2 separate regions of the Zea mays genome follow, and region 2 is linked to region 1. The links are chromatin contacts, called in public Hi-C maps. All regions are on one chromosome and are shown on one strand. The core of a region is the stretch at or near the end of the contact, and the rest is flanking DNA. Distances in the headings are between cores, read along the strand shown.

The links. Hi-C and Micro-C count contacts between places; a contact is called where the count stands out from the background.
Region 2: a contact with region 1 is called in a Hi-C map of endosperm, with 2.6 times the contacts expected there. The contact joins the promoter of LOC103640970 here to the promoter of LOC100280056 in region 1. A contact is called at or near these places in 3 of 25 Hi-C or Micro-C datasets (ear, endosperm and tassel).

Annotation. Positions count from the first base shown.
Region 1 is chr10:26,694,396-26,699,650 of Zm-B73-REFERENCE-NAM-5.0, forward strand. It overlaps LOC100280056 (VIN3-like protein 1), which reads left to right and starts at 1,966. Exons shown (of 4, transcript NM_001152996.1): 1 at 1,966-2,184. The coding sequence starts at 2,148.
Region 2 is chr10:26,960,563-26,965,817 of Zm-B73-REFERENCE-NAM-5.0, forward strand. It overlaps LOC103640970 (probable histone H2AXb), which reads left to right and starts at 3,081. Exons shown (of 2, transcript XM_008664402.4): 1 at 3,081-3,560; 2 at 3,676-4,140. The coding sequence starts at 3,375. The coding sequence ends at 3,900.

The DNA of each region.
Region 1 (5,255 bases), core at 716-3,215:
TATCCTGACACGCGTGCCTCAGTCGGCAAGGTCGAAGTGACCACAGTCACTTCGCCCTTTTACTGACCATTCTGACAGGAAAACAACACTGTTCGCCCTGCTCCGGCTACTGTGTCAACCACCAGGGTAAGACTAACAACAGTAAGTCACGGCCTCTCCCGAGTTCGGCCTCGGACACAACAGGGAGCTCCGCCTCACCCGACCCCAGGCCTCGGTCTCAGCCTCGGCCTCGGGGGAAGTTCTCCGCCTCGCCCGACCTCGGCCTCGGGAGGAGTCGCCGCCTCACCCGACCTCGGCCTCGGACCGACTACGCTACAGGGGATACATCATTACCCTACCTCTAGCTAGCCACCTCAGGCTACGAAGGAACAAGACTGGAGTCACATCTAGATTACTCCGGTAACAGGTAATGATGGTTCCCCGCGTGCGTCCATGACGTCAATAGTCCCCAAGCTCTCTACGGAAGCAAGGAAACGTCAGCAGGATCCATGCCGCACCGCCATCTACGCTTCTACAGGGCTCAAGCGCTTCTCCGTCGGTCACGTTAGCACATAGCTACACCCCATTGTACAACTAGACCATCTTCTTATATCTATAAAAGGGGATGTCCAGGGCCTTCCAAAAGGAGAAGGGGGAGCGGATGCAGAAAAAGTGGGAGAGACGCGGAGGAGGCTAACTCAGTCGACTCAAGGCCGAACTCCCTCTCTCTCTCTCTCTCTCTCGCCCTCGCTCAGCTTGTAACCCCTACTGCAAGCACCCCCGGTGCAAGATAACATAAGCCTCATCCCCCTCTTGTGTTCCATCTTGCATCAACCCATCTGGACAGGGGCACGCGACACAAAATTCACTAGTCGGTCCGGTTGAGAGTCCCCCGGGTCCGAAACACCGACAAATATTGTCCGTTGAATTTAAGTAAAAGAGAGAGAGTGTTATCTAACTATTTGAATCATTAGTTTTGATGATGTGTTAAGTCTGGATGTAATTTGATTGGTGGATTTAGTGAAGGTTACAAGTGTGGGAGTGATTTGATTGAGTGAATTTTGTAAATTTTAAACCGGTGAATTATATAGTATATAATAATATGTATATAAGTATAAATAGATATAGATATACAGTGGCGGATGCAGGACCAAAATTTATAGGGGCCAAAAAACCACATGACAAAATTAAGTAATACTATAAAAAACTATTTTTTGCATTGAATTCAAGTTTTATATCCATATATGATAAAAGTTTAAAGAAGATAACTATGAAACATATCGTTATTTTTTTGCTGATCGAACCAATGTCGTGTGTACCTTATCGAATGTCTATCTCTCGAAAAAGTGGGGCACTAAGAAAGGGACAAGGTCACACGATGTCTTCAGTTGAGAGACAGAGCTCGCTGATTCATCCAAGCTCATCGACTACCGGGAACGGGTTGCATCATCACTGCGAGCGAGATCGGGGCTACTCGATGGGCCAGCGTCGCGACGACAACGAGCAAGGGCAGGGACACTGAGAAGGGGGGCATATGAAAGGACTAGATTGAGCAATGTCGGGATGGATAGGGATGAATAGATAGATGCGAGAACTAGGTTGAGGAGAAGGACGCTGTCAGAAGGACTAGACTGATCTGACGAGACCCCTATCAAAACATAATTTTTTCTATATTTAACCATAAGTGTACATTAAGTATAAGAGGTTATATAAAATTGAGAGGTCATGATCTACTTTACTCCTATGGATCCGCCTCTGTAGATATAGAATATATTGGAATTTTTTAGAAATATAAAGAAGGAACGATCAAAATCGACTAACATTTCTCGAGCAAATTCAACCTCTTGCAAGTTGCACCACAAATCTGTCAGATTACCTCTCGTCCGCGTCAAAAAAAGGGAGGAAAAAGGGCAAAAGAATCTGACCGAAACCAAAGTTGCTAATAACTTGGGACGTCGTTTCCCGGCGTGCACAGCACCGCTCGATCGAGCAAACACAAACCCTTGGTGGAGTCCTCTCCGCCGCCGCGCGCTAACAACCTACGTACGCTATCGCCGCCCGCTCGCCTCGACGGGATTGGTCCGGCCGTTGGCCCGTCCCCCCCACCACGCTCGCTCCATTGGCAGGCGAGACCGTCCATCCTCCGACCCCACCCGTCGGCCGCCGGGATGGCGGCTTCGGGCGGGGATGCGCCGGAACTCGCCGGTAAGCCCCTCACGCCAGGCCCACCGCCCGCCCGCCCACCGGGTCGCGGGGTGCCCTGCGCTTTATGCCCTGTGTGCGATCGACCGCAACCCCGAATTTGTTCGGGGTTGGATTTGTTTGCTTGCCTGCTGCTGCTGGGCATGGTCCTTAGTCATCCATGGCTCAGTTCGCTTAGCTGTCATAGTACGTTGTCGCTTAGCTGTACTGCTACCTTGCCATGCTTGTATGCATTTAGTCACTAGATAATTACTCTGGTTATTGATTTCTTGCTCTTAATTGAATTCACTCGATTTTATCTTGCACGCCCCCTGTAACGCCCCTGCCAGTGAGGTTGGCCAATTTGGTGTCAACTTTTACATGAAGGATCCATAGTGACTAAAAAGCGGCATCTATTCATTTTTTTGTATGTTTTTTCACACTATACTAATAATCTGTTCGGGTTCCACCTTTTCCAATCCTATGGTTTATTTGCTGCTGTTACGATGTTACTGGCTCAGTTCGTGCTATCTGCTATTTAACTGTGAAAAGACTAAACTTTCCACCTGAAATGATCAATGCATTGTAGCCTGCCTTTTTTTGCTTTTAAATGGAATTAGGGCAGTTTCTCAACTTCCAATTGAGACAGATGTGCTTTGAATGTGTACAAGCGAAAGCTTCCATGTCTACATGCTTTATAGGAGTACAACTTTACATGTAGTTCTAGGTAACCAACAAAAAGAGGATTTTTTACATAAAGGGTTCATATTCAAATGGTTATCTGCGCTAAAGTTTCCTATCGGATGGCTCATGATTTGGCAGCAACACTTGCATCAATATCCACGATTCAATGTTTCTAGTTTAGTGTGCGGCAGCAAAAAATCATTTTTTTGGTGAAGTTTTGAGACGAAAGAACTCTCCACTAGATGTTTTATCATTTATGCATTAAAAAATAATAGATATGACAAAATCGAGGTTCTATTTTTTTACTAAATAAGTAAATATTTTTGGAATCTAGGTTTCCCAAATAAATTATCTTGCTTCTTGGGTATCCTGGTATTTGGTTTGGTTTTAAACCGTTGGATTTTGGTGTAAACTAAAAATTTATGAAGTCCTAAATTATGGGAGTAAAGTCCAACTTCAATAAATTGGGTTTACAAAATCTGTACAGCCCAATTGATTGTGTACGCTGGCTGTAATAACAAATCATAGAGCCAAAGCAAATTGTCTTGCCGTAGTTGTCAAATCATGGTATTGGAAAGTTAGGTGTCATCAGATCAAAACAAGACCTTGTGATAGGTCTTGGCACAAATGAGTAGGCACCAGCTTATTAAACGACGGAGATTTGCTTGACTCTCCTTATTTTCTCAACCAAAGGGGGAAAACAACTTTTCGGTAGCTGGCGACACCCCCTTCCACTGGACAACACATTCATAGCCTCCTCCCTGCCGGCATCCATCCCCCCTCTCACCCCTTACCCCTCTCACTCACTCACTCACTCACTCACTTGGCAGGTGTTCCTCCTTGCCCCATTTCTTCTGCCAGGATGGCGCTGAGTGGGGATCTGTTCAGATCTGCCGGTAAGCCCTAACTCGTTTAGATTGTTCGATTTTTCCGTATGGTCTCTTATTTGCCGTGAGCAGTCAAACCTGAATCTTTCCTTCTGTTTGATCCATCCGGTCGGCTATGGGGATGGGTTTGCCTACTGCTTCTGTGGAGCACTAACCTAGCCTATGCATCGTCCATATATAGTTTGATTTTATTCTTGTTCTGTTTCAGCGGGATCTGTGGGTCCTGTACTCCTATGTTGTAAAAAACTCGGCCGGGGAGGGAAAGGCTGCCCTCCCGGTATTATATTAAGAAGAGACCAAAACATGGTCCCGGCTGAGAAAATCCCCGAACCCTGGCCCCCATCACTAGTGGGCTGTCACCGCCCACTTTGCAACGGCCCAGCCGGAGGGTGACGCGCAGGACGTAACCCAGGAGTGGGCAGGGCATAACGAGGATTTTTTTAACCAAGCCCGAAATTCGCCTCCGAGGGGGATCGAACCTGGGACTTGGAGGTGCTACTCGCAAGCCTTAACCATTACGCTAGAGGCTCTTTTGCGTACTCCTGTGTTGTAACACCATGGTGCTGTGCCTCTAACTATCGGTAGTAGTACTGATAGCCTCATATTTATATGATCCTTTCTTCTTAAGAATACTCTCCTAGGCTTATATTTGCGCAGTTTGATTCTGTACATGTTCTAGATCCACTGCCAGTAAGCAATTAATAGTCACATTTGTTGACAATGTTTCCAGAGAAATTCAGATGTCATCTTCTTTAACCAAAAGGAACCCTGCTCAAACAATGTATGTTTAAATCTATGTTGGACTCGAAGGAATGTATTGTTGAAATGTAGGATGGTTCAGTCAATGTACTTTAAACCATCTTTTGTTGGTTTAATCAGCATCTGGAGCTAGGAAGTTTGGTATGTGAATAGTTCAGTGAGTGTTGTTTATTCTCAAAAATCAACTATGCGTTGATTAATGCTTTGTTGAGATCAAATTAGTATCCTTGACTTCAAATAGCTTGGTCTTCTGTGAAGTTGACCTATGGCCTTCAATTTGTGCTTAAGGCAGGGAAACATGTAGAAAGCTTTATTGTTTTTCTTAGGGTTAGATCCTATAACATTGATGAATGATGGTGTGAGTTCATGGTTTTGATAAATGCCATCAGATGTCTCACATGTGGTGTGGAATCATGACCCATGTCAGGATCGTGGCCCTCTGCAGTTTTTAGAACTGAAGATTCTGTGGAAATATTTTTTAAATATACATTTTCAAATGGATTCATTTACTAAATGCTATTCAATTTTCCATTTAATGCTGGAATGAGTCACTGCTCAAATGTTGTTCTGGCTTGTGTAGTGGATGGAGGCACAGAGAGAGTACACATGTCTATATGAATACAATGTGCCATTAGCATCAGGCTTTTGGGATTAATCTGATATCATGCAACGTTCAGCTGCACACCAGCAACCCAGTAGTATTTTGTCTAATGCCTGTCAGTTCCTTGAAATGCCATTAAGCTTTGGTTTCTTTTCTTTAGTGAG
Region 2 (5,255 bases), core at 1,831-4,330, 270 kb after region 1:
CGTTCGCCTCCGCGAGGTGCTCCTCGGGCGCGAGAGGCGGGTGGTCCGGCGGCGTGGACTTCTTCGCGAGGCCTCTTCTCCCAACGCTTGTCGGGTTGTTGGTTCGTGTCGCATCGTGGTGCCACCGGTGCAGGTTTCGTTCCTCCGATGAGGTCCTGAGCTCGTTCATTGGCGGTGATGTAGAGGTCCGCTTCCCGGAATAGCTGCTCGGAGGTAGTCGGCGCCTTTTGCAGTATGGCTCGGACGAAGGCCGAGTCATTACATCCCCTGTAGAAGTCCTCGATTACTGTTGCTTTCGCAACCTCAGGGATTCGATTTCTCATGGTCTGAAATCTTTTAAGGTACGACCGGAGAGTCTCGTCCCCTCGGCGCTTGATGGATTTGAGGTCCCATGGCTACGCCGGTTTGTCGGAGAGAGATTGAAAGTTAGCGATGAAGCGTCGACTGAAGTCACTCCAGTCGTCGATGCAGTGTCGGGGTAGGTGTCGTAGCCATTGCAGCGTATCCTGTCTGAGGACGATGGGCAAGTATGCGGTCATCACATCTTCAGTTGCCCTAGCGGCTCGGGCGGCGGCGGTGTAGACGGCCAACCAGCCTCCCGGATCCTGCTTAGGCTCGTATTTATCGACGTTGGAGACTTTGAAGTTAGGGGGGCACTGAATGGCCCTGAGACGTGGGGTGAGCGCCGATACTCCACATGTGTCCTCCTGTCGATGATGGTGATGTCGGTCCTAGGGAGGGGAGTTGTTGACGTGGTGCCTCGACCATCCCCGGGTCGTGCCGCCTGTCGAAGCCGTTGTCGACTCAACTCTGGTGGCCTGACTTCACGCAGGGATGCCGTGGTCCCGATCATACTCTTCTCGGCACCGAATCTTGTTCTTGTGTCGTCGTTCGCGCGAAGCGTTGATGGAGCTCCGTGCGTCCCGTCGACTGTTGATGGCGTGTCGTAGATCGCTCGGTGGATGGGCGAGAGGTAGAAGATGATTGGCTGCTCGAGTAAGTAGTCGCCGATAGCCCTCGGCGTCCGGAGTCCGGGGGAGGCCATCGGTATCCGAGCTAACACTCCTCCGACCTCACTCGACGTGTTCATGGCTCGGGCGAAGTCGGGGTTCAGGTTCCGTCCGAGAAGAGGGTTCTCTCGGCATTGTCTTGCCTCCTGTTCGGCCTGCTCTTGAGCTTGCCGACGATCACGTCGTCGGGAATTCCTTCTTTCCCTGAAGACTCATTCTTCTGGGGTTTATCCCATCTCCGAGATCTCATCTCGTGACACAGGCTACGCCGGGTCCCACTCTCCGGCTTCATGATGTCGCCGAATATTTTGGCGTCGGTTCCTTCGTCAGCGAGATTCCTGCTGAAGAGGTTCTTCTCCCGGTGCGGTTGGTTCATCATCGGAGACAGGGGTAGATTCCACTTTTCCCCGATAAAGAGGACGTCAGGGTAGAATGGAACCGTCGTAGTGACAAGCTTCTTCCTGTTCTCCTTTGAGGGCAGAGATACCTGGAGAGCAGCTTGACGAGCCTTTACCTCATTTGCTTCCTTTTTCCTTGTGATCCGTGTCCATTTTTCCGTAGAAGAGGTGGACAGCGGAGTTCTCCGGGTAGAGGGATCCTCTGCTCCTGGCTTGCAGGAGGTAGTCTTCGCTCGGAGTGCTGGAGGTTGCACTTTTTCCTGCTTTGCTCCGACTTTCCTGTAGATTGTTGAGGAAGGCTTTCTCTCCGGTGGATGCGCGATGCGATATAGAGTTCCTTCTTTGTCTGCCACGGACGAAATGGTTCTGAAGCAGAATACGGATCCAGGGCGGAGGACGATCTTGTGCTGAAAAGTGATGGCCATTGAGCTAGCTTGGATCAGTGACACACCCCCTACCTGGCGCGCCAGCTGTCGGTGTTTTGGGTCTGATCGCGCACCCGGGGTTGCCCCTCGAGGTGCTTTTTGGAGTAGGACGATGTTACCGACTGTAACTCGATGGTTCGTGCCAGATGCACGAGAAACAATAGACAATCTTGTACAGGTTCAGGCCGCTTTGAGATGCGTAATACCCTACGTCCTGGTGTGGGTCTTTTGTGTGGTGGGTTACAAGAGAGTTCTCTAGTATGGGAGATGCTAGAGAGTTGAGTAAATGCCTAAGGAGTGAGATGTTTTTGAGGGGATGCCCCTAGGCCTTATATATTCGACCGTGAGGCGTTACATGCGGATATGATAACAACATGATCATGAGTAATAGTGAACTAACTGAGCATATCTTCCTATAATTTTGCCGACTTATCACCGTTCAGTTCCGATGCTTGAGGACGCAGTGCGGGAAAGTCGGGTTACTGCCGTGGATGTTGCTCGAATCTGTTGCGTCTGAGCTCGAGTTGATCCGATCTTGTATTGATCCACTTCCCCGAGCGTCCCTCCCCAGGCCCAGGAAGGGATGACCTTACGAAATATCGGGCCCAGAGCCTTTCACGAGGTCTTTTAATCTTCTAGTGGACCCAGAGATATCTGTCCCCCACATAGACTGATGTTGAGGTTGTGCAAACTGACAAGCCAAAGTTCGAAAGGCCGAAGGTTCTGTTGCCTGCACCTACGGAGCTATATTGACTCATATTTATTTTTATTTATTGTGTTGCAACATTCTGATAGGTCTTAATTTTCGTGTAGTGTGTAAAGATGCCAATCCAAGTTGAAGCTTGGGTCTCGCCCAAGATTTAGACAACGCCTAGACGGATACCTCGAAAAGGAAAAAGGATAGCTAACGTTCTGAAGGCTATCTTGAAGCCTGCAAGGATGACTTCGCCCGCAGCGTTGAAGGCTATTCTGAAGACTTGATTTTGATGTTTAAATTAGGGAAAAAAAATCAAAGTACCATGATACTGATACTACTTCATTAACCAGCGAAAGGGGCCTTGCGTCACTCTGCAATCGACCACCAAACCGTCGGTCCACTCAGATTCAGGCCCAGCCCAAGCAGCCACGTGCGTGCGTGCGCGGTGCCGGTGCGCCGGACTCTTGTCAAACTGCTATTTGGGGGAACCGGAATCGCAGGCGCCTTTCCAAATTCTGCGTCTGCCGCGCGGAAATCCAACCGCCAAAGCGAAAACGAGTTTAATTCCCCCCCCCCCCCCCCCCCCCCCCCCGCCCAAACGCGAGATCCCGCGCTTGCACGCGGGCGCGCCCGCTCTCCGATCCGACGGCCCTCGCCTCTTCCACGTCAGCGATCCGCGCCCCGCCCGCTCCGCCAGTCTTCCCCGCGGCCTCTACATATAACCCCGCCTCGCCGCCTCTCCTCATCCCACTTCCGCCCAAATCCACCACCGCCATACCAGCGTGTCCGCGATTCCGTCGAGTAGACTGGGCGAGAGAGTAGTCTCGGACGAGAAGAGGCGAATATGAGTTCCGGCGGCGGCAGGGGCAAGCCCAAGGGGTCCAAGGCTTTGTCGCGGTCGACCAAGGCCGGGCTGCAGTTCCCCGTCGGCCGCATCGCGCGCTACCTCAAGGCCGGCAAGTACGCCGAGCGCGTCGGCGGTGGTGCGCCCGTCTACCTCTCCGCCGTCCTCGAGTATCTCGCGGCAGAGGTAACTGCCTCCTCTTCTTTTCCCTGCCCTCCATTTCTCTCTCCCCCTCCCTTTAGCGAATCCGTTTGGATGTTTGTTGAATCTTTGCGGTACGCTCATAATCGTTTGCCTGCAGGTGTTGGAACTGGCGGGCAACGCGGCGCGCGACAACAAGAAGAACCGCATCGTGCCGCGTCACATCCAGCTCGCCGTGCGCAACGACGAGGAACTCAGCAAGCTGCTCGGAGCTGTCACCATCGCCGCCGGAGGTGTGTTGCCCAACATTCATCAGACGCTGCTGCCCAAGAAGGCCGGTGGGAAGGGCAAGGCCGACATCGGTTCCGCATCCCAGGAGTTCTAAGCGGCCGCGGCGGCGGTTGCAGGTTTCTCTGACTTGTTCGAACTGGAGCTCCAACATGCATGAAGTCCCCCCGTCGCTCAAGTTTCGTCGATTAGTAGTGTTAGGGTGTTTTCTATCTTTGGTTAGGTTTAGATTGTCTGATGGATGGTTTATCAGACGAAAGTTTGGTGATCGAGGGCTTCCTGTATGTATCAATCAATCTTGCTGGAATGGAACAAATCGTTGGTTGCAGTTAGTTGCTCTGGCCGTATCTTTTTTTGTTCTTGATTTTGTTTTTATCCAGTTGAAGTTGCTACTGATTGTGATCTGTGGAGGCTTGGTTCATGGTTGTAGTTGCTGCTGTCAGATTGCTTTGTTTGATTCAATACCTGCAATCCCTATTTCCATGAGCTCATCAATTCTTGATTTCATTATGGAATACCCAGGATGGTTGCTCGACAGCCGACAAAAAATCCTTGCATCCATGAACGAAAATACTGACTGCGCATGTAATACCTAGCTACACAGGGGTGCCAAGGAGAGAACTGCAGCAGACAAGCAATTCTGCAGGATCTGGAATACAACAAATGTAAGCACACAGGCCCAAGTTCAGTTCATTGTCTATTGTCAGCTAACCATTTAAACAGCAAAGCGATTTTACTCCATTTGTTTCAAATTGTAATATGTTTTGACTTTCTACATTTATGACTTTTGCTATGCACAAAGTTATAAGTTATGTATTATGTCTAGGTACACCGTGAAAATTATTTATTAAAATGTTTTATAATTTGAAACCGATGGAGAGTAGCTGGTATTGCTCATACACCACCATGAAATTTTGTGTTGTTTTTTTCAATTCAATTCTAACATCAGGCAAACTCGTTTCTTAACTCAATTTGAATATGGGAATTCTTGCGGACAGAAGTAACTAGATAATCTCAAATCAACTCATAAACCAATATGTTATTCAGCTTGCTCTATGCCCTGTCACCCTGCGTTGCCTGTCGTTGCCTTTTAGTTAACCACTGAAGTCAAGTCCAGAAAGGACAAAACTCCATTTTAGCAGCATGGACAGTCTGAAATCGCTGCAATCGCTTTGCATTTGATGGAATCTTGTCATCTTGCCTACCTTATACTGTTGTTTCATCTCATTAGACCGTGTCTACTAGTTTAGGGGGTGTTTGGGAGTGAAGTTTTTTCACAGTTTTGGAAGAATACTGCAGTATTCTCAAATACTGCAGTATTATATACAGAATGATGTTTGGCAAGCTAGCTAAAATCTCTGTTTTCAAAACTGAAGTATTGCAAATACTATAGTTGTTTTAAGGCATTCTAAACTTAGCTCTGGACCTCAGTTTTCAAAACTGCGGTATTGT